5 separate regions of the Mus musculus genome follow, and all the other regions are linked to region 3. A link is a contact called in public Hi-C, HiChIP or PLAC-seq and promoter capture Hi-C data. All regions are on one chromosome and are shown on one strand. The core of a region is the stretch at or near the end of the contact, and the rest is flanking DNA. Distances in the headings are between cores, read along the strand shown. Region 1 holds the start of Echdc2 (enoyl Coenzyme A hydratase domain containing 2). Region 2 holds the start of Nrd1 (nardilysin, N-arginine dibasic convertase, NRD convertase 1). Region 3 holds the start of Cc2d1b (coiled-coil and C2 domain containing 1B). Region 4 holds the start of Scp2 (sterol carrier protein 2, liver). Region 5 has its middle 9.1 kb from the start of Gm46889.

The links. A called contact is a pair of places that touch in the nucleus more often than the background predicts. HiChIP or PLAC-seq counts read pairs in DNA pulled down with a chosen protein or histone mark. Capture Hi-C pulls out chosen DNA fragments and counts their contacts.
Region 1: an HNF4G HiChIP or PLAC-seq map of pancreatic cancer cells shows a contact between it and region 3. The contact joins the promoter of Echdc2 here to the promoter of Cc2d1b in region 3. A contact is called at or near these places in 1 of 39 promoter capture datasets (pre-B cells), 1 of 484 Hi-C or Micro-C datasets (the HL-1 cell line), 8 of 115 datasets of contacts at active chromatin or transcription factors (astrocytes, embryonic forebrain, embryonic limb bud and 3 more) and 1 of 9 other capture datasets (embryonic stem cells).
Region 2: a contact with region 3 is called in a Hi-C map of regulatory T cells, with 11 times the contacts expected there. The contact joins the promoter of Nrd1 here to the promoter of Cc2d1b in region 3. A contact is called at or near these places in 4 of 39 promoter capture datasets (the HPC-7 cell line, cranial neural crest, erythroid cells and 1 more), 5 of 484 Hi-C or Micro-C datasets (CD4 T cells, embryonic stem cells, muscle stem cells and 1 more), 7 of 115 datasets of contacts at active chromatin or transcription factors (bone marrow-derived macrophages, embryonic stem cells, extraembryonic endoderm stem cells and 3 more) and 2 of 9 other capture datasets (adipose tissue and liver).
Region 4: a promoter capture Hi-C map of liver shows a contact between it and region 3, with 2.4 times the contacts expected there. The contact joins the promoter of Scp2 here to the promoter of Cc2d1b in region 3. A contact is called at or near these places in 4 of 39 promoter capture datasets (cranial neural crest, neutrophils, pre-B cells and 1 more), 3 of 115 datasets of contacts at active chromatin or transcription factors (bone marrow-derived macrophages, embryonic limb bud and large pre-B cells) and 1 of 9 other capture datasets (liver).
Region 5: an RNA polymerase II HiChIP or PLAC-seq map of embryonic stem cells shows a contact between it and region 3, with 12 read pairs. The contact joins the enhancer-like site here to the promoter of Cc2d1b in region 3. A contact is called at or near these places in 4 of 39 promoter capture datasets (HPC-7-derived erythroid cells, hippocampal neurons, neutrophils and 1 more), 11 of 115 datasets of contacts at active chromatin or transcription factors (bone marrow-derived macrophages, effector CD8 T cells, embryonic basal ganglia and 4 more) and 2 of 9 other capture datasets (embryonic tail and embryonic trunk).

What each region holds. Positions count from the first base shown.
Region 1 is chr4:108,164,147-108,166,931 of GRCm38.p6, forward strand. Echdc2 (enoyl Coenzyme A hydratase domain containing 2) reads left to right here and starts at 1,291. Exons shown (of 10, transcript NM_026728.4): 1 at 1,291-1,515. The coding sequence starts at 1,383.
Region 2 is chr4:108,999,199-109,002,013 of GRCm38.p6, forward strand. It overlaps Nrd1 (nardilysin, N-arginine dibasic convertase, NRD convertase 1), which reads left to right and starts at 1,457. Exons shown (of 31, transcript NM_146150.3): 1 at 1,457-1,966. The coding sequence starts at 1,635.
Region 3 is chr4:108,618,536-108,621,235 of GRCm38.p6, forward strand. It overlaps Cc2d1b (coiled-coil and C2 domain containing 1B), which reads left to right and starts at 1,421. Exons shown (of 25, transcript NM_177045.3): 1 at 1,421-1,538. Gm12743 (a long non-coding RNA gene) reads right to left here and starts at 1,320. Exons shown (of 3, transcript XR_003955254.1): 1 at 1,231-1,320.
Region 4 is chr4:108,117,275-108,119,974 of GRCm38.p6, forward strand. It overlaps Scp2 (sterol carrier protein 2, liver), which reads right to left and starts at 1,273. Exons shown (of 16, transcript NM_011327.4): 1 at 1,105-1,273. The coding sequence starts at 1,173.
Region 5 is chr4:108,358,981-108,361,680 of GRCm38.p6, forward strand. No RefSeq gene overlaps it. Among named protein-coding and RNA genes, the nearest start is that of Gm46889, 9.1 kb to the left of the region's middle. RefSeq lists an enhancer at 2,038-2,700. Within about 2 kb of position 1,406, at least 91 of the 459 cell types and tissues checked have an H3K27ac peak or open chromatin away from gene starts, as enhancers often do. A contact at or near this core is called in embryonic basal ganglia and embryonic stem cells, where this site is marked.

The sequences.
Region 1 (2,785 bases), core at 41-2,540, 450 kb before region 3:
ACAAATGTCTGTAACTCCAGTTTCAGATGACACCTCTATGGCTCTGTGGGCTCCAGGCTAACTTGTGGTACACATGCACACATAGGCAAAGCACTCATGCACAAAAAATACAAATAATTTTTTTAGATTAAAAGACTTTAAAAAATTGAGTCAGGGTCTGATTAAATAACCCTGGCTGCCTTTAAGTCACAGCAATCTGCCTGTCTTTCCAGTTAAAAAAGCAAAGACTGTCTGCCCTCTCTCTGTCACTGGAAACCAGGCACACAAGTGGTACACAGGCAAACCCTTCACACAACATAAAGATAGACAAAGTCATCTTGTCTGATATTCACATAGCCATTCCTGGTCTGCAAGAATTCTCTCTCTCCTCTGACTCTGTCTCTGTCTCTCTCTGTCTGTCTCTCTCTCTGTCTCTGTCCTCTCTCTCTGTCTCTCTCTCTCTCTCTGTGTGTCTCTCTCTGTGTCTCTCTCTGCCTCTCTCTCTCTCTCTCTCTCTGACAGCGTCTCAGTGGAGCTCCCTGGCTGACCCAAAAATCAATATGTAGACTAGGCTAGCTTTGAACACAGAAATCTGCCCGAGATCTGGGATTAAAGTCATAGCACCCAGCTTCTTCTTCAGTTTGCTAAACGTGGGATTCTTGACAAACAGGGTTTTGGGTCTTTTTGTTTTTTGTTTTTCCTTTTAGCAGTTTGAAAATAGATTGTATAGTTTGCTGTGTTATTTCGTTTTGTCTGCCACAGGGTGGTCTTCAGATCACTGCGTAGCTACGAATGATCTCTGGCTGTTTGTGGTTCTGTTTGACGGAGACACTCTTCTCCCGCTGCTCCTACACATACGAAAATCAGTGGCTTGAGTTTTACTATTAGATGGCCTGACAAAGCACCCATATCTTGACTGTTCACCCCAGATGCTTGGTTGATTTACCCTGGATTGCCCTTCTTTCCTCTGCAAAGGAAGGCTAGGTGGCCGGTGGAGGACAGAAACTGGCAGTTCATAACTGTGAGCCAAAGTTCTTAGTTAAACTGGGAGGGGCCAGACGCGATCTTACAGCCTCTAGGACAGCAGACCTTGTCAGTGGGTGCAGACCACCCCACAGTGACTGATGAAATGACATGATCTGAGGGTACACGTGAAGAAAGTGCACACAACACATTCAGTTTTGGACACCACCTTCCTAGCCGTGCATTCGGATTAAATCTGCAGCATTCCCAGATTTCACGAAGGAGCTGAACTTGGGGTCTGCAGGCTCGCGGACCGCCGCACCTTTCTCTCCGCCCGTAGGTGGAGCCCTTGGCGAGGCCTCGCCCGCCCCGGAACTACGATTTTCCAGCTCTGCCGAGGAGGTCCCGTTCTCCGCGCCACCTTGCCGGCCTGCTCCCCGATGCTACGCGTACTGCCCCGCGCGCTGCGCCTCCCGTGCTCCTGGAGGTTCTCGGGGGCCCGGGACTGCGCCTCTCACGCGACGACCAGGACACCCGAAATCCAAGTGCAGGCTCTGACAGGTCCCAACCAAGGTAAAGTTGTGTGCTGAGACCCAACACATGGGAAGACTGAGGCGGGAGAGCAGGAGGATTGGATCTCAGGGCTCCCAGGGTAGAAGGGGAGCTCCCCAAACTCTCTAGAGGCCCGGGGAGGTGTGGAGCCGAGAGGAGAGCTGGGAGCAGGGCTGTGCGCCAGGAGATCAGGACAACAGTGCTAGCCAGGACTTTTCCCTCTAGAGCCTTGGCAATGATCGGGGACGGGGGTGGGGGGTGGGGGTGGCGGCGGAGCAAATCTGGCTGGACCTGAGGGGACAACCAGAGAGGGAGGGACGGTCCACAGGGTCCACGGACACACAGGGAAACTTCACAACCATCGGCGGCAGCAAGGTCTTTTATTGTACAAAAATACGCTGTGAAGCGTGGGTATGTTTGTTTGGACCTCAGGTGCGTTAGCTGGGTGCGGATCCTTCTCCAATGTAACCTCATCCCATCTCCGTTCCCATGTTGGATATTGTATTGTTCCTGTCTCTTCCTGTTCTTCTGTTTTATTTGTCTCCCCCTCCCCAAAAACAAAAACAAAAACAAAAACAAAAAACAAAACAGGGTTTCTCTGTGTAACAGCCCTGGCTGTCCTGGGGTTCACTCTGTAGACCAGGCTGGCCCTGAACTTCAGAGATTCACTTGCCTCTGCCTCCCAAGTACTGGGATTAGTGGTGTGTGTCACCACTGTCCCGCTTATTTACTTTTTTTTTTTTTTAAGAGTTATTTATTTATTTATTTATTTATTTTGAGACAGGGTTTCTCTGTGTAGCCCTGGCTGTCCTGGAACTCACTCTGTAGACCAGGCTGGCCTCGAACACAGAAATTCGCCTGCCTCTGACTCCCAAGTCCAAGTGCTAGGATTAAAGGCATACGCCACCACGACTGGCTTATTTATTTATTTCATGTATGTCGGTACACTGTCTCTTGTTTTCAGACCCACCAGAAGAGGGCATCGGATCCTATTACAGATGGTTGTGACCCACCATGTGGTTGCTGGGAAATGAACTCAGGACCTCTGGAAGAGCAGTCAGTGCTCTTAACCTCTGAGCCATCTCTCCAGCCCCTTATTTACTATTTTTATTACTGAATGTGAGTGGTTACATTTGCCACTGGGCACATTTTTTAAAAGGTCATTTCTTATCTCCTTTGCTGGCCTCTCTGTCTGTGCATCACATGAGTGCCTGTGGAGGCTGGAAGAGGTGTTCTTACCCCAGAACTGGAGTGACAGAGGGTTGTGAACGGCCATATGAGATCTGGGACT
Region 2 (2,815 bases), core at 207-2,706, 380 kb after region 3:
GTGTACTGAAACCAGGATATCTTAATGCTTTTATTTTTTATTTTTTGAGACAGGGTTTCTGTGTGTAGTCTTGGCTGTCCTGTAACTCACTCTGTAGACCAGGCTGGCCTCAAACTCAGAAATCGACCTGCTTCTGCCTCCCAAGTGCTGGGATTAAAGGCATGCGTTACCACTGCCCGGAATCTTAATGCTTTCAAATACTTCTGCCCCAGTTCATGTATCCTCTTCAATACTTTGTCTTCCTACCCTGTTTTGTAGTCTTAGCATTTATTGTTTTTTTTTTTTAATGTATTATTTATGGTCAGTTTCTTCCCATAAGAAACTAAACTTCAAGCCAAGGATTTTTTGTTGTTTTTGAGACGGTCTTAGTAGGTAGACATGGCTGGCTTGGAACTGCTTTGTAAACCAGGCTGGCCCTGAACTTAAAGAGATTCACCTGCCTCTGTCTCCCTGAGTGCTTGAGATTCAAGGTGTGGACTACCACACCGGCAACGATTTGTTTTGTGTATGGCTTTATCTTCAGCCACACAAAGGTTCAGAGGCAGGAAAGACAACCACTAATGTATCTATCGGCTTAAAGTCTTTTTGTTGTTGTTGTTGTTTACTCATATTCATTTCGTTTATCTCTTCCATGTGGTATGATCTCATTCAATGGTGTCTATCAGCTTTTTATTGTTATCTGGTCAACTGCTTTTTATTTTATATTGTGTCTGTTCCAGTCGCTGCAAAAGCATTGGCAAAAACAAAAACAAAAAGCTTGGGAAAGTTACTTGAGGTTAGTAGCCTAACATGTTCTTGCTTTTCAGTAAAAGTTGGCCAAACTTAAAGGTAGGCTGAGGACTACTCCAGGGTGTGGAAGCTTAAAAAAATAAACAATTCGCATACAAGAGTGAGCATATTGAAACAGATCTGGAGCGTGAAAAGCACCAATGGTTTGGCAGCCTACAGGATGGAAAGATGCAATTGTTATTTCCGGTGCTTAGTGACCCACAAGCACTGCATCCATCTCGGGATAGGGTGGGAAAAGACTTCCGGTGCTCTGCTCTTTTAAAAAAGAGACCCGCTGAGTCACTCTAAGAATAGAGTGCAAAAAATACACCGCAAGTGGGTGAAGAAGATCAGCATCCACTATCGCGACTCACTTCTGTGTTTTCTCGCTGGGGAATATTTTCTCAGACACGGAGCGCTACGCGGTTTTCCTAAAAACAGCTACGGACGCACGTCACAATCGCAGCAAGACTTCTCCCATCATCCTCCGCCTCTTTTCCTTCGCCCCGCCCACGTCAGGTTTCGAAATGCTCTCTGGGTGCGCCAGGAACCCGGCCTATTTCTATTGGTCTCTCGCTTCCCCTACTCCCATTGGCTGTTTCTGCAAACGTGACGGCCGTTGTGCGTTGTGATTGGCTAGAGTCCATAGCGTCATCGGCTGTCAGGAGGGTGGGATGAAGAAAGTCGGTGTGAGCGAGGCCGGGTTGGAGGAGGGGTTCAGGCCTGTCCTCCCCAGCGGCTGGGGCAGCAACAACGCCGGCCGCCGCCGTCGCCCCTGGGACGCGGAGGAGGAGGAGTGGCTGGAGGTGTAGGAGGAGGAGGTGGGCCTGGGGAGCGGGATGTCCAGCGCTACGACTTGCTGGTGAATGCTGAGGAGAGTCGCGGTTGCTGCAGTCTGTGTCACCGGGAGGAAGTTGCGGTGTGAGGCCGGGCGGGAGCTCACGGCTCTGGGGCGAATCGAAGCACGGGGTCTGTGCGAAGAATCATCGAAACCCTTTCCTACGCTGACCATGCCTGGAAGAAACAAGGCGAAGTCCACCTGCAGTTGCCCGGACCTGCAGCCCAATGGACAGGACTTGGGCGAGAGCGGCCGGCTTGCTCGTCTAGGAGCGGATGAATCTGAGGAGGAGGGACGGTCTTTCAGTAATGTCGGGGACCCTGAGATCATCAAGTCTCCCAGCGATCCCAAGCAGTACCGGTGAGGGAGGAGGCTCGGACTGGGGAGAACAGGGTGCGGGCTTCGGTTGGTGCTGTAGTGACTTCTGGTCTCCATGTCTCCCGGAGAAGCAACAGGGTGTTACTACTTCCCATCCCAAATGTGTGTTTGGGTGAGGCGGCCAGGGCAATTTGGAGTAGACGAGGCTGGCCTTTAACTCAGAGATCTGCTTGCCTCTGCCTCTCAAATGCTGGGATTAAAGGTATCCGCCGCCACTGCCCGGCTATTTTTGACTTATATTAAAGCAAGAATTAAGGTTTCCATGAGGAAGACAGGATGGATGGTAAAGGGGAGGAGGGTTGGTAAGGAAAGCTTGACAGTTAGTGATTCTGAATTTTGGCGGAGAGGATATTTGAGATGTGTGTGTGTGTGTGTGTGTGTGTGTGTGTGTGTGTGTGTTATTTTTGTTCAGTCTCAATCCAAAGGTGTATGAGTAAAGAGAGGTAAAACAGAGTGAAAATTACGAAAAGGATGCTGTGGTTTTAATAAAAGAACTTTACATCACCCTTTTCGTAATTATCACTCCTGTTTACCTCTCTTAGCTAGCCTGAGATGGAGTGGCTTGTAACCATGGGTAGCTAGCCACAACTAGAATGGCTTAGCTAGATGACTTCTTCCAAAACGTATTAGAGATATCTTGGGCCTCAGTTGTATGAATGGTAGGCGTGTAAGATCCCATTTTATACAATGTTTCAATCATGTGTAATGAATGAATGAATGGTGACTCAATCCCCCACCTGAATAAACTTAAGAGTTACTTTGTTTCATAAAATATCTTGTATTTGAAATAGTTTCTATTATCTTACAGCTTAGTTTTCCTGGTTGAAGACG
Region 3 (2,700 bases), core at 171-2,670:
GCACTGGTCCCTCTGGCCATTATCCACTCTTAACCCTCCTTGTTCTATTATTATAAACTATCTCCTAAATTATACTCTGGCTCATTTGAGTCTGTTATGTGGGAAACACAAGATCTGGGAGCCTGTGGCAGGCCGGAGTGAGAGTCCAGTAAGAGGACAGATCCCCACTGAAAAGGAACTGTTGCAGAATGGGAGATGAAGTCAGTGGCCACATCTCCTGTTAATTTACATACACGGGTATGACTAGGTCTGGGAGGTAGCTGGACTGGCAGGGTGCTTCTAGCAGGAACAAATCTCTGTGTCTCATCGACAGCACCTCAGAAGTCCCAGAGGTGTAATGCCTGCACTAGGAGATGCAGACAGGAGGATCACAAATTCCATGTCATCCTTCACTACAAATCAAATTCAAGGTCAGGATTGAGTACACGAAAGTTTCAAACAAACCAGCCAGGTGGTGGTGGTGCACTCTTTAAGCCCAGCACTCAGGAGGTAGAGGCAGGTGGGTCTGTGTGACCTTGAAAACAATCAAATGAAAAAACCCAAAGCTGTAGGAATCACTATCTACTGTGTATTATTTGTGTGTGTTAATTTGAATGTCGGAGTGCAGGCAGGCCTGCATCTGTGTAGGGTCAGAAGACAACTTCTGGAAGTTGCCTTAGTAAGGCAGTTTATGAGTCAGAGTTCTTACTATGTAGCCCTGGCTGGCCTAAACTAGACCAGCTGCAGGCAAACTAAAGGACTCTGCCTCTGCCTCCCGAGTGCTGAGATTTAATGCATGCGCCACCACGAGGGCTGCAGAACTGATCTATCAGAACTGAAGCCTGCAGTCTCTCCACGAAGTGAGACTACGCACGTGGTGTGGGGTATCTCGGGGTTTGGTCTATCTGCAGGTCAGTTCCATCAATCCCCATATAACAGGACTCCTTGAGGTAGAGGCGACCCTTCAGCTTGCAGGGATGCTCCGGCCTCAGTTAATCGAGGGCTTTGGTTCCTCTAATCTGAAGTTTTGTCCTGCCCTCTGACTAGAAAGGAGCTCTATTTCCCAGAGAGCTGGTTTTCCGTGCCTAAGCTGCACAGACTGGAGGAAGCCGCATCCTCCAGGATCTCAGCACAGGGACGCGGCTCGGCTGCCTATTGGTAGCCAGTAGGACGCGGAAGCGCCGGGGCGCGCGAAGAGAACCAGGTAAGAGGCCTCTCGGAGAAACTACGGCAGGAATGGGGCACGCCTACCGTGGGTGAAGGACGCAGCACGCCACACCTCACGACGCTGCCGCCAGCCGGTATCGCGTTACCTGCTCCAAGATGCCTGCGCGCAGCCGGCCCCACCCTCGGCGTCACCTGTGGGCGCGCCCCGCCCGCTTCCCCGCGCACATGCGCACGGCGACCCGCCGGCTGTGGTGTCACGTGCCGGGCGCCTGCCACCGCCTCCTGGGCGGGAGCTTCCTGTGGCTGTCTCCGCCGCGGCCGCCCGGGGGCCGCGGAAAGCTAGGCGGTTCCGGGCTCGAGAAGGCCCGGTTTTGGTTCGGATCCGCCGCGAGGTATGCCACGTGCCCGCTTCCCGGCGTGTGGACTCTGGGGGCGGCCGGGGAGATAGAGGCGGCTTGGGTCGGGCCGGGCGGAGCCTGGCATCGGGAGGGCCGCGACCGGCCTGCGGCAGCGGAGCATCTCATTCTCCCGAGCTCCTTCACTCCCGCACCCCACCCCGGCTGACGCTTCGCTGTTGACTGCAGTCCGAAATGTGACACTTGGAGTGGCTTACGCCTGTGCGCTCACACCAGGGAACCTCGCAGCCCTGTTGATTCCCGCTCCGGACGCGGGATCGTGTCTTGTTTCTTAATCCCCACGCCACCTCACGCTTCTTCATAGATTTGCAAGATGCTCAGGGCTGAGGTTTCCCGCCCTATATGATCTCCCACTTCCCTGGGCACCTTCTGCATCAACCCATAATGCTTCCCAGTGTCTAACGCCCAAGTGTCTTTAAAGCCTTAAAGCTGTTTCTCTTTCTCCCCTAGTTCATGCCTTCATTTCTAGCCTTACGGTTTGGTTTATGCCTCCGTGGTGCTGGGCGTTTCTTCTCCTTGTGTAGGCCAAGCCAGTTCTCACCTCAGAACTGGTGTCAGTTCGTTTGATTTGCTTGGAGTTCTGCTATTCCCCAGTGTGCAAACTTCATGACTCAGCACAGGCATCGTCCTCTCCTAGATGTCTTTTCTATGTCCTCGATAAGGGGCTGCCTCTTGCACCCATTGTCCCTGCAGCTGCTCTGTGGTCGTTGTCTGCCCATGGGTCTGTTTCCTTGAAGCCTGAGGTAGGAGCAAATGAGTTCCTTCCAGTGCTGGACAGGTGGTGCTACAGTACCCGCTGACCACTTGTGACACCTTTCAGAGGATCTGAATACTGAATCAGGTGCAGAGTGCCCACGGGAACTGATGATGAGAACGATCCATGCCTGTGCTGCCCAGTGGTACCCATTAATCAGATTCACCTACTGAGCACTTGAAATCTGTCTGGTATGACTGAGGAGCTGAATTTTTAATTTAAATGTAAATAGACACATTATTTGCAGAACAGACAGCCTGTCCTGGAACTCACTCTGTAGACCAGGCTGGCCTCGAACTCAGAAATCCGCCTGCCTCTGCCTCCCGAGTGCTGGGATTAAAGGCGTGTGCCACCACGCCCGGCGACAGCACTGCTTTTAAAAGC
Region 4 (2,700 bases), core at 23-2,522, 500 kb before region 3:
GAAACAGTGGGATGCCCTTTAAGTTTTAGAACATATTAGTCAACTTTTCTATTTACATGTTTTGAATAAATTATTTGTTTTCACCTGTTACTAAGATAATGTAAAATTTGGGTTTTGTTTTTTTTTTTTACAGTACAAAAAGATTCTTCACAGTAACTCTTTCACCAGTAAATCCATTTAATATCAATCATCTAACATTCACTGTCATTAGGCACGAGTGATTTATCACTGTGAGTGATACAGCAGTAAATAATTGTGGTACCCACCCTGTAGCAATACATTAGGAGAATATAGTCATCTGAACAAAGAATCCCAGTGCATCAAAGTAAATTAGAGCTAAGCTCAAGGCTCTAGAGGTAAGAAAGACAAGATAGGGCTGGCGAGATGGCTCAACGGGTAAGAGAACTGACTGCTCTTCTGAAAGTCCTGGGTTCAAATCCCAGCAACCACATGTTTGTTTGTTTTGTTTTGTTTGTCGGTTTGGTTTGCTTTGTTTTGTGAAACAAGGTCTTGATATGATTCAGACTCGCAGCAGTTCTCCTGGCTGCATCTCCTAAAGCTCATACTAGAGATGTGAACCACCCGGCCGGCCTACTCGGGATTTAGAATCTAAGGAAGTGTGAGATTTGTGCTGTGTTGGGGGCTCCTTCACAGACTAAAAAGCTAGAATAAGCAAACAGGAAGGCGAATAAAAAAATGACTGAGAGGGGCTGGCGAGATGGCTCAGTGGTTAAGAGCACCGACTGCTTTTCCGAAGGTCCGGAGTTCAAATCCCAGCAACCACATGGTGGCTCACAACCATCCGTAACGAAATCTGATGCCCTCTTCTGGAGTATCTGAGGACAGCTACAATGTACTTACTTACATGTACTTACATATAATAAATAAATAAATCTTTAAAAAAAAAAAAAATGACTGAGAGAACAAGCCCAAGATACTGAGACCCTAGTGACAGCATCATACACCCTCAGGTCGCCTCTCTGGAGGGAAAGGTCAGAGGGACAGCAGCGCAGACTGTGACCGTCCCCTTGCCGCGCTTCCCTGTCGCCTCGGACTGCGGGGAATAACAGAGGCAGATCTCTCGCTGCTCACAACTCTGTTTACCTTGGTCATGCCAACGCCGACCACGAACACCCGGCGCAGGCGCGGAGATTTCAAAGCGACAGAAGGCATGGCTCCAGCAGCGAAGGTCTCCTACAGACTGAGGCTTTGCAGAACCAAAGCCGGGTCGGGTCCGATTATCCCAACCCCAGGCGTCGGGGGCGGGGCCGCAGCGTCAGGGGCGGGGCCGAGTTACGGGAACCGACCGGAGGAGGCAGGGTAGAGGATGTACGCATGCGTGGCGATCCTAGAGCCAAGTCCTTTATGGGTTCTTTTGACCTACTGTGTTAGACTCAGGCAAAGTTTCTCAAGGAGGCCTCGGTTTCTGTGCTTCCTCTTTTTACAGTGAGAGAGGGAAGGCCTAAAATGGAAGCTCTGGCCTCAGAGGAAACTCAGAATCCTGTGGGGATTCTCTAGAGTGTTAGAGACGTTCTGTATGTGTGAGAGTAGTTACAACACGCAGTATATGAGCAAAAAGCACGATGTACACTAATAAAGTCAGAATTCTATGTGCGGATAAGATGTTTTTTAAAAATTAAGTCAGATCAGGGCTTAGTGGTTCACACCTTTAATATCTCCACACGAGAGGAAGAGGCAGGCAGATCTCTGCCAAAAATGGTACAAAGACCAAAATCCATCAAAGACCTGGTCCATAGTTCCAGGAAACAGGAAAGTCTCTAAATGTGGTAACCTTACGTTTTGGCTTCCGTAGTTCTGTTTCTTGCTAATTGAAGTGTGCCAACCAGAATGTGGGTTTCCATGATTGGACAAGTATCCTCTGTAGCCAGGAGCCATCAATACGAAGTTTGTTCTCAGCCTTAAGAGTGTCTGTGTCGGGCTGGAAAGATGGCTCAGCGGTTAAGAGCACTGACTGTTCTTAAAGGTACTGAGTTCAAATCCCAGCAACCACGTGGTGGTTCACAACCATCCGAAATGCGATCTGATGCCCTCTTCTGGGGTGTCTGAAGACAGCTACAGTCATAAATAAATAAATAAATAAATAAATAGGAAAAAAAGGTATATATTACTATCCCCTAAACTTAAAAAAAAAAAAAAAAAAAAAAGAGTGTCTGTGTCTCTATTACTATCCCCTTTAAAAGAAAAAAAAAAAGAGTTTCTGTGTCTGAGCTGGCGAGATGGCTCAGCGGGTAAGAACACTGCTCTTCTGAAGGTCCTGAGTTGAGATCTGACGCCCTCTTCTGGTGTGTCTGAAGACAGCTACAGTGCACTTATGTATAATAATAAATAAATCTTAAAAAAAAAAAAAAAAACAGACTGTCTGTGTGCTGTTCTCTGGTGGACATGCCTCAAAACAAATTCAAGTCCAGCCTGGAATCATCTGCAAAGTGAGACCCTGTCTCAAAAAAAAAAAAAAAAAAAAAGAAGAAGAAGAAGAAGAAGTTATAATGTGCATGGGGGGGGCTAACTTGCTCTGTAGACCAGGCTGGCCTCACATACAGAAATCCGCCTGTCTCTGCCTCCCAAGAGCTGGGATTAAAGACTTGGGCCATTACTGCCCAGCAACTATGCATATTTTTTTGTAACAGCCAGTCAAGCATAATCCGATCGGTCAGACCATGTCTGGTAAAGCGACTGCTC
Region 5 (2,700 bases), core at 156-2,655, 260 kb before region 3:
TTGAAGGAAGATATGCCATGAATATGGATAGCACAGACAGTGCGGGCCCCCGAAGGGAGGCTGGCTGGGCAGCGGGGGACAAGCTGAGGACATGAGCTAGTTTCTCACTCCATGGGTGAGCCCAGGTGGTGGACAGCCACATAGCTGCTTCTCCCTAGTGGCCCACCCTTTTGACCTTAGTGCCCTCCCTGTACTGGCCTCCAGACTTGGTTTTCTCAGACTGATAGAAGAAAGTCAGACCCTGGACTCTGAAATTAAACTCTGGCTCTGGATGCCAGACTCGCACACTTTCAGTAATGGACCTTTGCTAGCAATAGACTATTTCAAAATCAATGTAACAAGGGGGAGGGGGATGGAGGGGGAAAAACCCCTGATGTTTGTTTATTTTTAGTTTACATGCATGTCTGTGTGTGCCTGAGTGCTTGCATGTATACCAAGTGTGTGCAGAAGCCCGAGGAGCTCGGAGGCTGCTTCAGATCCTCTGAAGGTGTTTGTGAGCCACCATGTTGGTGCTGGCAACTGAACCCAGGTGACCACTCCACATCTGAGCTATCCTCCAGCCCCTAATGTTCATTTAACAAGAATGACATATGATAAGCACCTCAAAATTTGTACAGTCCTTTCACATCTGTATGGTTACCGTACAAGTGTGACAACTTCAGATTAATGTGCAGGAGACAAAAATAGGTTTAAGGGATTGAGAAACAGCCTTGCAGGACAGGCTGTTTTCCTTATGTCAAGGTTTTGATATTCTTGTCTTCTAGAGTTACAGTTCTAACTACTTGGTACCTTGTATCTAAATTCTCTCTATGTGTTGGGTAAATTTGGCCTGGTCATAAATGGTTTTTCTTAATGCACTCTGGCATACTGCAAGACTCAAACATAAGATTATCATTGTTGCCTGCGCATACTGGGAGCTGGTGCATTCGGAGATGGCTTTTTGGCAGGTCTTTATCATCCAGCACTATTTCAGTTCACAAAGGACTTGAAACAACGAGTCCAAGAATAGATTTAAAGTCACTAATGTAAGGATTGAGCTTCATGTCATTTGTCGTTTTAGTCAGAACATATTCTGATTTTCTTATAAGAAAAAAAATTTGAGCTAACAAAGATAGGAAAGGGGGAAAAAAAGAAATAAGTCTAGGTGGAGAGGAGGCCCAGCCTGCTGCACGCAGAAGGCCGAGTGTGCATGGCGGAGGGTGTCCGAGCTTGGCGGCAGGCGGAGCCAGGAGCAAATCGCTTAACGTCTGGGTCTCAGCTTTCACTGATACCGTATGCGAATAATAATTCCTGCCTGGGGAATGTTCTGGATATTATCAACCCTAGAGGGAATCTGCAACTAAGAGAGATGGCGTGGGGGGAGGGGAGCGGAAACACAGGAAGCTTCGAGGGGCTTGCGGTCTCCATGGAAACGCACCGGGAGAGAGGTGGGGTGGAAGGAACCCGGAGTGAGGCGGGGAAGATGGTTTGCACAAAGGGAGCTCCTTTTCCGAAGAGAAAGACACTTGAAAATGGAGCCCTCGCCTCACCACGCGCTGATCTTGCCCTAAACTTGAGAAGGAAGGAATCATCTCGCTCTTCGTCACCGTCTAGTTAATTTACCAGTCTTTCCCAATAGGTTGAGAAGTCTATCAAGAACAGAAATTAAAATGATTTTATTTCTTTGTTCTCAGAACTCAGAGCAAAAGATTTGAATGTGTGTTGGTGGGGCTAGAAATGGACTAAAATCTTTGTTTTTAGTCTTACATTCTTTGTATTTATGTGCATGAGTGTTTGCCTACATGTTTGTACCCCTCATGTGTATCTAATTCCCGAGAAGGGGGTCAGATTCCCTGGAACTGTATTCACAGATGGTTGTAAGCCACCACGTTGGTGCTGGCAGCTGAACCTGCATCCTTTGGAAGAGCAGCCAGTGAGTGCTCTTAACTGCTGAGCCATCTGCATTCTAGATGGTTCCATCTTTAAAATATGAAGTCAAAGCCAGATGTGGTGGTTCACATCTGTAATTCCAACTCTTAGTATACAGAAACAGGAAGATGTTCATTTTGTGGCCAGCCTGGGTTTACGCAGACCCCGTCTCACAAAGAAACAAAGACACTTTGCTTTGTTTGAGACCATCAAATACTGTCATGTTCCACCCAGGTCAAATTCAACTAGATTTCCTCCACAAAGGATTCCAGATTACTTCTTTTTCTTGGTGTTAGAATCTGCGCTTTAATGGTCCTTATTCCACACCTTACATCTACCTGATAACTTGGACTTCTTTTAGGGGTTCTCCGGTCAAGTTTACTATTTATTTGAGTGGGTCCCTATTGATAGGATCCATTCCCAGGAGGGTCACAGCATGAGGTCAAGCAACACCCTCAAGTAGACCATCCACTGGGGTGGTCCGTGAGGTGTGGCAAGGTGTGCAAGAGCCAATCACAGCCCTGGGAATGCTCTCCATGAGCTGTCCAGGTGGCTCTCCTGGATACCCTTACAGCTTGGCTTCAGTTGCCTCAGAGCATAGAGCAGAGAGTATAGTGGCCTCCTCTGAGATGAGGAGCTGTCTGGTGCCCGACTCATCTTGTGTTCACATAACCCACCATGGTCCTACAGACAAGCTATTCTGATCCCCAGGGCAGGAACTCAATAGGTTTCCCCAAAGCAGAGAGCCTTGCAGGTATATGTGTCACAAGATTCAGGAGAACAAGTTCTTCC